Regions from separate parts of the Gasterosteus aculeatus genome. Here region 1 is linked to region 2. Evidence: chromatin contacts called from public Hi-C data. All regions are on one chromosome and are shown on one strand. Each heading gives the region's core, a stretch centred on a gene start, on an enhancer-like site or on the middle of the called end of the contact. The rest is flanking DNA. Distances are from core to core; before and after follow the strand shown.

Region 1 (4,591 bases), core at 506-3,005, 73 kb before region 2:
AGTTTCTGTCCTCAGAGTCCCACCACTAGCTTTGTTAAATCGCTCACCCTCTTTGGGTATCAGACTCAGTACTTGGAGGGAAAAAGAGGTACAGCGGATGTTTCAATTAACATTTGAAGGCTGCGCTGCTAAGAGAGGACCGCCAGCCTCCTGCCCGTGTGACCTGCCGAAGACCCGCCGCGTGCTGCTAAATGAAGCGGTCGGAGCCGAGCAGCTCGCCGCGCTGTGGTCCCACGGTGACTTCCAGATGACAGCACTAATGGATGATCCTGTGATGCAATCATCTCCATCCCCGCCGCCTCGTTCAGCAGATGGGCCGCATTTCCCATCCAGACATCCGAGATTGAGAGCTTCTTAATACAGACATGCAAAAGTTATTAAACTTCTTATGTACATACTCCTGCAGGATATCCACAGTGATTACATAATTCTACTTAATTTAGGGGTAAATAGCCCTTAAATACTTTCCTGCAATCACATTTGACAGTTGGTCTAGGAGGGGAAGCCTGGCTTGTCTCCGTCTTTTGAGTGTGCAAACGTCGACGTGCAGCCCTCTGAACGCCGACGTCCTGTATCAATCTGTACTCTAACAACTGTAATAACACAATTGACCGCAACATCAGTAACACAAACCACTAATGAGGCCCTGACATGTGTCATCTAAGCCTCCCGGCTTGCCTCACATGACGTTTCAGAAGGACACTTAACGGCTGGCTGAGTTCTGGGCCTGACTATCTCACGATACTTCTTACATGGAGCAAAACCTCAAATCCTTCTAGGTGAGGGGATTTTTGTTAACTGTTTCCTGTCTCTTTGTCTCCAGCTCTTGGAGTGAGTCAGAAGCTTTAAGTAGTAGGACCGGGACGGTTCTCCTGTGTTCACATCAGAAGCTGAACGCTTTGGGGACTGTTAAGTCAGTACTCAGCGTTTCAAACAGAAACAGAAGACAACATTACTGTCAACTTTACTTTCAGAATCGATGAAAAAAATGCTGATCTGCTGGTATAACTTGCTGCTTGTAAACATGCTCCACTGACAGACGTCACTTCTCATCATTCTTAATCTGTAGGCACACACTAAGAGGCAGCTGTCATTTGACAAATACTTAACGGTGGTACACACAGTTTATTTGGGACACCCAGCTAAAACTACTGCAGTCTAATATAACAGTCCTACACAAATTATAACTTTATATGGGATCAAATGATCTGCTTTTGTGATACTGACAGATCCTAAATAGATTAGATATACAGATTAGATCCTATATTAATCCATTAAATCTTCCATTGATTAATATAGGAGTTGCTAAGTAACGGACACCTCTCATCACAAAGGTTAAACAGTGATTATTTTTTCACACATCTTTCGCAGATCTGAAAGCAGTTGTTGAATTGCAAGAAAATAAGCTATTTTTCACCTTTTGGGAAATAACAGTGTTCAGCCACTACACCATCTGTCAAAGGAGAACGGTAGAATGTTGGTACGAACCCACAGTATCACGTTTCCTCTTCTCTGAACGAGCTTTCTATGAGACACTGATGAACTAAAGTCAAAGGAAAGTGTTGAGCGACTGAACGCCGCTGTATATATCTGCATGGATCACAGGAGACGCATTTCTTCCTGTCACCGACCCGCCCGTGTGTCATCCTGCTCAAGCATCCAGTCCATCAGCAGCCGGACGGCCGACAGCAGTGTCGGCCCTCCCTGGGGAGCCGGGTTAACAGAATCCCAGGCTTATACAGACATCAACACAAAGGACAGGCCCGCGCTGGCAGGTGGCCCGGCATTGCTAAGTGTGTGTGTGTGTGTGTGTGTGGCGGGGGGGCGAGGGGGGGGAGGGGGTAAAGGAAAGACTGCTCACTTACAGCGCCTGTTCCTTCGGAGGGTTGATGCCTCCTGTGGCAGAGACAACACAAGTGAGGCGGAAAAAGAGAGACAAGCTGATCTGTTCCTTTCTGTGCAAATGCAAACTACCCCCCCCCCGTCCCCCCCGTCTCCCCCGTCTCCCCCAGCTACTATGTAGGGGAAACATATCTTTATTGAGCTCGTACTAAGAGTCTTACAGCAGTGTTGACGGGCCAGGGACGGGCATGCTGTGAGATCTGGAGCCAACATTATCCAACCCTAAAATATAACCCAATTTAAACTTCTTACACCATCCAGGATAAGTATCTCGTTAACTTAGAATGAATGGGCATATTTATTTTTAATTGTCAAGAGATGCATTACAAGTCCACTTTTTTGCTCTTTGGTTTCTATTTCTTACATTTTTGCATACATAAAAATGTGAGGGGAAAAACGGGCCGTGACTCCCAAGGTACATTGTGGTAGGAGATCTATTCAAAGGGCTCATTCAGTTATATGTTCCGCAAATGGCAGTTTGTAACTTTATGATTGAAGGAAAATCAGGATCCATCAACGATGTTGCTGTTTCATCCCAAACTGCCACGATGAAGCGTATTAAAACTAACCAATTCCTCCAAGAGAATCAGTAGGAAAGTCAGAGCCATCCAACCATAACAAACCAAGAGTAAAAAATAATTGATCAGACACAAATATATGAATTTATTTAACAGGTGGTGAAAGCATGAAGCGGTAGAGTCCTGATCCTCTATGCAGACATCATTAGAAGAAAAAGTCCTTTCTTTGTCACTGTCCCCCCTTCGGTCCATTTCTCCAGTCCTATTCAAACACACTCTGCTATTGCTATTTGGCTAAGATATACAAATAACACAGAGGTGCATTTATGGTATTTGTATAATCCGTGAAGTGAAAATTACATGCCATTTAGATGAAAGGCAATTAGACAATTACGGCTAATGAGGCCAATCCCTTTCTTTCACCCCCAAAAGAGTCCATGGACTAATCATCAAATTAAAGAATGCTCTTTTTCTCCCTGTGACCCCGCGCTCGTCTTGAAGGGGAGGGTTCTCTGGGAAAGGCAAACATTGGTCTGCTCTGTGGAGGCCGAGGCTGGAGAACAGGCAGCGTTTAGAAAGTGATGTGTGTATTAATCACTGCTAAAGTTAAGACAGCTTTATGGTCTGCATGGCAGGCACACACACACACACACACACACACACACAGGAGCCTATGCAGACACAATGCTGCTCAGTGAGTCATACAGGACTGCACCAGATGAGCCCACCAGCCAAACAGGAAGCGTGGTTGTACCCACAGGAAGTGGGCACGCTCCGACAACCAGCAGACCCTGCAGGGGAAACTTCCCATTTGGGTCGAGGTTAAAACGTCTGAAAGCAAAAATTCACCTGACACGCACCAAGACTATGTGACTAGCGATGACAAACATTGGGTAAGAAGCGGACGTAGTCACTGTGAGCTTTGATATTTCACCTTTGCCATCTTGGATTACAACTACAGCTTCTCCTGCCTCCTTTGTCAAGACAAACAACAGTGTGTTTTTCCTCTCTTAGTCCGTGGAAAGCTGATCCGGCTCAAGAAGAGACCCGAGGAAAACGATTTCCAGTGACCCCCTTAACACGTCCGCTGTCCTTAGCTGCACAGACGATTTAGTTCTAAAACTGTTTTCCAAAATCTTTCACGGTCTGTTAATGGCATCCCTCAATTAACTGTAACTCAACTCAACTCTTTTCTCTTTCACTCTCCTGCTGGCTTGAACTACAGCTGCACCTACCGGCAACAGAGAGGCACACCGAGTGCGGCTCCAACGTCTCTGCTGCTCACACACTGGATGATATTGGACCCACGGTGACCACCGCTACGTTTCATCTCGCATGTAACGCTCCCCCGTGCGTGTCTAAAAGGACCGTAAAATTCCAAATAAAATGGCACCTTTTGACACGGGGAGCTGGAAGCGTCACACAGCTATCACGTTTCTCCAGGCGCCGCTAACAAGCGTCAACTTAGCCGCTGCTCTTTTCACTTTCTTCAATCCAGCCCCCACTCTGCCGCGCTGTTCTCCATCTTCCTCTGCCACCCATTTTCACCCTTTGAAACGGAGCGAAGGTCAGCGTTTAAAGGTCAAAAGAGAAGTTATTTTTTCCCACTCCTGCCCTCGCTTCACACAGCGGCGCTACAGGTGCAGGGTGTCTCTGGAACGAGAGGCAAGAGAAGAAAATCACACACACACACACACACACACACCCCTAATTGTTCCCTGCTTTGTGCCAACGGCCGGCTGAAGCACTCCTTGTTATTGCATCTTTGCACCGTATTTTTCCAGTCGACAGAGGGGCTGCTGGGAGTTGACAGTAACTCCTCCTGTCACCTGCTTTCATATGGCCGGGGTGTTGGTGTGTGGGGAGAAAACTCTGACACGCCTGACACGGCTGGACGTAATGAGGACTGAATGGCGCCTGTCAGTGGAGTGACACATTAAGCGGCTTTGTCGTAGATCAGCCGTCGAGTTTTATGCAAAAACCCGGAGATGACCTTCCAAAGTTCACCGGGAGTCCGGACGCAGAGCTTGGTTGGGTTTCATTTTGTCAACTTTTTTGGATGAGTAGATCGTTGAGTGAAACACTCCTCGAAAGATGCACACAAGACGGTTCAACTGCAGGTAAAGCATGTGATTGTTTGGTAGTGAGAAGTCATTAGTTTGGACGCGCTG
Region 2 (4,379 bases), core at 65-2,564:
TGCATCGGATCAGAAAGCTTTTAGTCAACTGTAACGTGTCATCAGTTGTCAAAGAAAGGATGTAATGATAAAAAATAGATCATTTGAATGTCACACATGTCGCAGAGATGCATGCTACATATGATGGTTTTGGAGGTCATATGGAAAATTGGAGTCAATCGGCTCATCTGATGCTCTATTCCCGTGTTAGCACAGACCTACTTTAAAAAATAAGCTTTGTAAACAGGTTGTTTTTTCTGTGTGGGGACATAACGCTGTTCATTTAGTATTCTTTGTAGTGCAGTCTAACGGAGATGGCTTACTACGAAACAGTATCTAGCACCTGTGATCGGGGTCAACGCTAATATAGTGTTGACCCCGATCACAGGTGCTATGAGTAGCTCATTTTTTCCCTTTCCAAACACTGGCAGACACACAGACTTCTTCTATTTGTGTGTGTGTGTGTGTGGGGGGGGGGGGGGGGTCACGCTGAAAGATCATTAAATCCCAGATGTGAACAATGTGTAACACAGAGGAGGAGGAGCAGGACCGTTGGATATCAAAAAACACCAAATCAACTCTTGTGCGCGCTTCGGGTGAAAGTTTCCACCAAGGACGCAGCCATCCGCCTGCCGAGGGAAGACATGATCAGGGGAGGACAATGTCTTCCTCTCACTTTGTCTGTGATGGAAAAACCTTTAAATCCTCAGAGAGAAGCAGTCACGAGGAAACAGCCGTCATGAGCAACAACACTAGCAGCCCCCTGGTCCTCAGGGACGAGGGAAACAAAACAGCAGCAGGCAAATAGTAAACTATCTTGCCCTTAAATGTCTATCCTGTCTTTTCTCTAAATTCTGTTGAGGTGACTGGATTATATTTTTTTATTTTAATTCTGCAGCTAAATGGATTCAGGTCCTTGTGTACCAGTAATCCCCCCTGTGTGCTCCTGTGCACCCCGCGGTGCTGCATCCGTCATGCTAAGGGTGCATTGACACCAGCGCAGCGAGTCCTCATCGCAGGTGGCGCTTAACACCTGCACCGGCTGCGACTACTCGAGGAACCGAGGGGCAAATAAAACGTCAACTACGAGTACGACGGCTGCGAATTACGAGCAGTGCACGCGTGGAAATAACACGCACTCACAGTGATTTCCGAGGCGTCGAAACGGCCTTCGGGCCGACAAATGAGACTCTGATCATCCGTCCGGTCATCAAAAAGTGTTTGGAGCAGCATCACTGAAATGACGGCGCAGGACCCACGTGCTACGTGATGGAGAGGGGGGGGGGGGGGGGGGGGGGGTGTTTGGATGTAACCCCTCCTCCGCGGCTCTCTCCACCACAGGTCCCGACGTCGGACGACACCCGTGCACATGTTGTTGTAGGCGCGCCGCACTTTTTTATTTTTTATTTTTTGGAGATGCCAGTGGCGAAGGTGCTGAAAGGCTCGAGGAGGTGAAATCAACCCCCCGACGAAAACAGCGAAGAAAACGCACGCGCCAGGAACCACGGGCACGCAAGCCCCTACAAGCGGTTTGGTCCTAAACGGAAAGCGCTGCGGTGTGGGACTCCTGGGAAATGAGAACTGACGTCGGCGTTATCTGACCCAGCCAAAGCAGCAGCAGGTTCTTTTTTTTTTTTTTTTTTTTTTTTACACAGAAGAAGCGTAGAGATTGGAAACGGATCCGGCAATGTGGCGTCTTGTTGTGGCTATCACTGCAGCAGTCAGTGCATAGGATGCATCCTCCCTTGGCTTTTGATGCTGTGCAGATCCACCCTCCTCTCCTCAGAGTGATGAACTAATAGGCGATGGTTTTCTTCGCGGAAAGCCACCGTGCTCCACTATTCTCACGTTAGTTGTGTGTTTGTTTACCGGCGGCCCGTCTCCTCCCCGGTGCGACACATGCAATTTACACAGTGTGTTTTCTATCATCGACTAGTTGAGGAGGCATCCTTTGCACGCCGGCAGGAGAAGAAAACACACCGCTGTTGCGAAGTCTGACAGACACCGAATATCTGCCACGTAAATGCAAACGCTGTAGGACTTGGACATAGCTATTTTTCTATGGTGCAATTGGTCGCCTTGTCCCGGAGAACTGATCCAATTGTGTTATTATGCAACCGCAAGGATCTCATCTATATCTGGGTGTTTAAGCCACAGGATTGCTCTTCGCCCAAATCAATGTGGTTTCTTTGGAACATTTTCAGTAAAGGAACGCATATGCTGCAGTGTCTTTGTGGCAAGAGTCTTAAGAAAACCAAGAATCCAAGTGGTAAGCTCTATCCCCGTTATGCCTCCGTTTGGCTGTGAACCGGCTTTGTGCGTGCGCGAGAGACTGTGTGTGTGTGTGTGTGTGTGTGTGTGGGTGTGTGTGTGTGTGTGTGTGTGTGTGTGTGTTTGTGCGTGCCTGCGTGTATCTGCATTATTCGTTTGATGGTTGTGTTGGTAAGAGATCTACTGATGCAGCGAGTGGTACCATGCAGGGGCGCCAACTTATTCTGTGCCTCCGCTATCGGCGAGCCCTGGGTTTTTGGGGACGCGCAGTGCACAGTGCACATAACCCCCCCCCCCCAGCTCCCTTACCCCCCCTCCCTCTCCCACCTATCACCACGGACGGCACCATGATCTACTAACTTTTTAAATAGCGCTCTCACACACGAGCGCGCGCACCGACGCGCAGACACACGCATGGACTAGATTTTATTCCACCCCCCCACACACACACACACAACACCCTCATATTATTCCACTCGCGGGTTTACCGCAGCAGCATTGCCCCCCCCCCCTTCTCTGCATCACCACTTGGCCATAAAAACGGGCTGCAGGCGGCCGGAGGAGACGGACTCGCCTCGCGCGGCCGCTGCAGGCCGACAGTCATCGCGCGGCGCGCGGAGAAATACGGCGCTTCTTGGCGAGAACTCGAGTGCACGTTTGCGTTGCGGGGACGGCGCGTAGAACGAAAGCGCGCGCTCCACCGCACTAACGCACAAGCCGCACTCGAGCCGGCGCCATCGTCTCCATTGCCCCGTATTGAGTGTCACAGCAACATTCATTAGTTAAATGCGTTGGCTAATTAGATGTAGGCCAACACGCGCAGAGCTTTGAGGTTGTTTATCTCAACAGGCTGCTGCTGTGTCGGCTGGATAGAAGCAGAGCCCCAGGTGGACAGCATGTGGTCCTGGCTACTTGTTACCCACGTTGGAGGGTCTGGAGATGATGTGCTCAGCGGCGGTACAGTGCATCTGCAGTGTAGCAGATCATCATACTGAAGTCAGACTATTTGGCCCGGCTGGCACTGCAGGAGACAAAATAAACTATTCAGATGGTATTTATTCAAGAAAAATGAAATTCTGTCTCCCTTTAATGGCATGTCAGTTTGTTCTGTTAATGCAGGAAGAACTAGTCTTAATACATCAGAGTCACTATTTCTCTATGTGAAATAAATGATATCTTGACGTTAGCCATGCAAGCTAAATGTTGGGAAAACCCTCGCTGGTCCTTGCATGGATTTGTAGATCTTTCCAGATTCTTCTAAGACTCCCACCAAACTCCAGGGACAACCCTATTAAGAGGGACACACAATAAATACTTTGCAAATATATAACGTAACCAGTCGAATATCCCCTTTCTGGCCTGCTACCTCAGAGAAAAACTGTATTATTAGGTTAGATTACATTCATATTAAATACCCATTTATTGGTTTGAATTACTTTTAATTCATAAATATTCCCATATAAATGGCTTCCACATATTGTTTTCGTAGCACTGCGCCATGCCATTATCAGCTGCCACCTTTGTTGATTTAGGGGAGCAGTGCTCGGGACCTGAAAAGAGATAATAAAATGTGTTGCCAACCGAATGTAGTTTCTCTTCCAAATGTTCATCTAAATGATCTGGAAGTATCTACAAAACAATAGTAAGTGTTGCCACTTTTGCCAGGCTTGGCTTGTATTTTTCTTTGTAGCGAAATGTAAAAACGCTGATCACATGAAAGGCCAAATCTGGAGCTAAGCCACAGCGGGCTCTGGGGTGATCGCTGACTGATTGCTGCTCAGTGGAAAAGCCGCACCAAGACACTAAACTTCCCTAAATGCTGCCAACCGCCGCGCAGCCCATCGCTCAAAGCCGATCCTCGCTGTCAGGTGCCTGGGATTTGATGCCCCGTGCCTTTTCCAAGTGAGATTTGCTCACTTTTGAAGGCTCACTATTAAATTGTTAAACTGTTGGTGCGGGCGCAGGGTTTGTGCCGAAGCAGCGGGTCGACGAGTGGTTCCCCGGGCAAATGAAGTAGGCCGCGACGCGGACCGTGTCGGTGGGGAGCATTGCTCTTTTGCATGATTCAAAAACGGAGCAGTCATTTATTGTACACTGTCGAGTAAAAAATCGCTGCAGAGGTGCGGTGC

Evidence for each region. A called contact is a pair of places that touch in the nucleus more often than the background predicts.
Region 1: a Hi-C map of skeletal muscle shows a contact between it and region 2, with 1.9 times the contacts expected there. The contact joins the enhancer-like site here to the promoter of fgf14 in region 2.

Annotation. Positions count from the first base shown.
Region 1 is chr16:3,683,730-3,688,320 of fGasAcu3.hap1.1, reverse strand. No RefSeq gene overlaps it. Among protein-coding and RNA genes, the nearest start is that of asmtl, 40 kb to the right of the region's middle. Within about 2 kb of position 1,755, at least 5 of the 9 cell types and tissues checked have open chromatin away from gene starts, as enhancers often do.
Region 2 is chr16:3,610,163-3,614,541 of fGasAcu3.hap1.1, reverse strand. It overlaps fgf14 (fibroblast growth factor 14), which reads left to right and starts at 1,314. Exons shown (of 5, transcript XM_040200628.2): 1 at 1,314-2,248. The coding sequence starts at 2,041.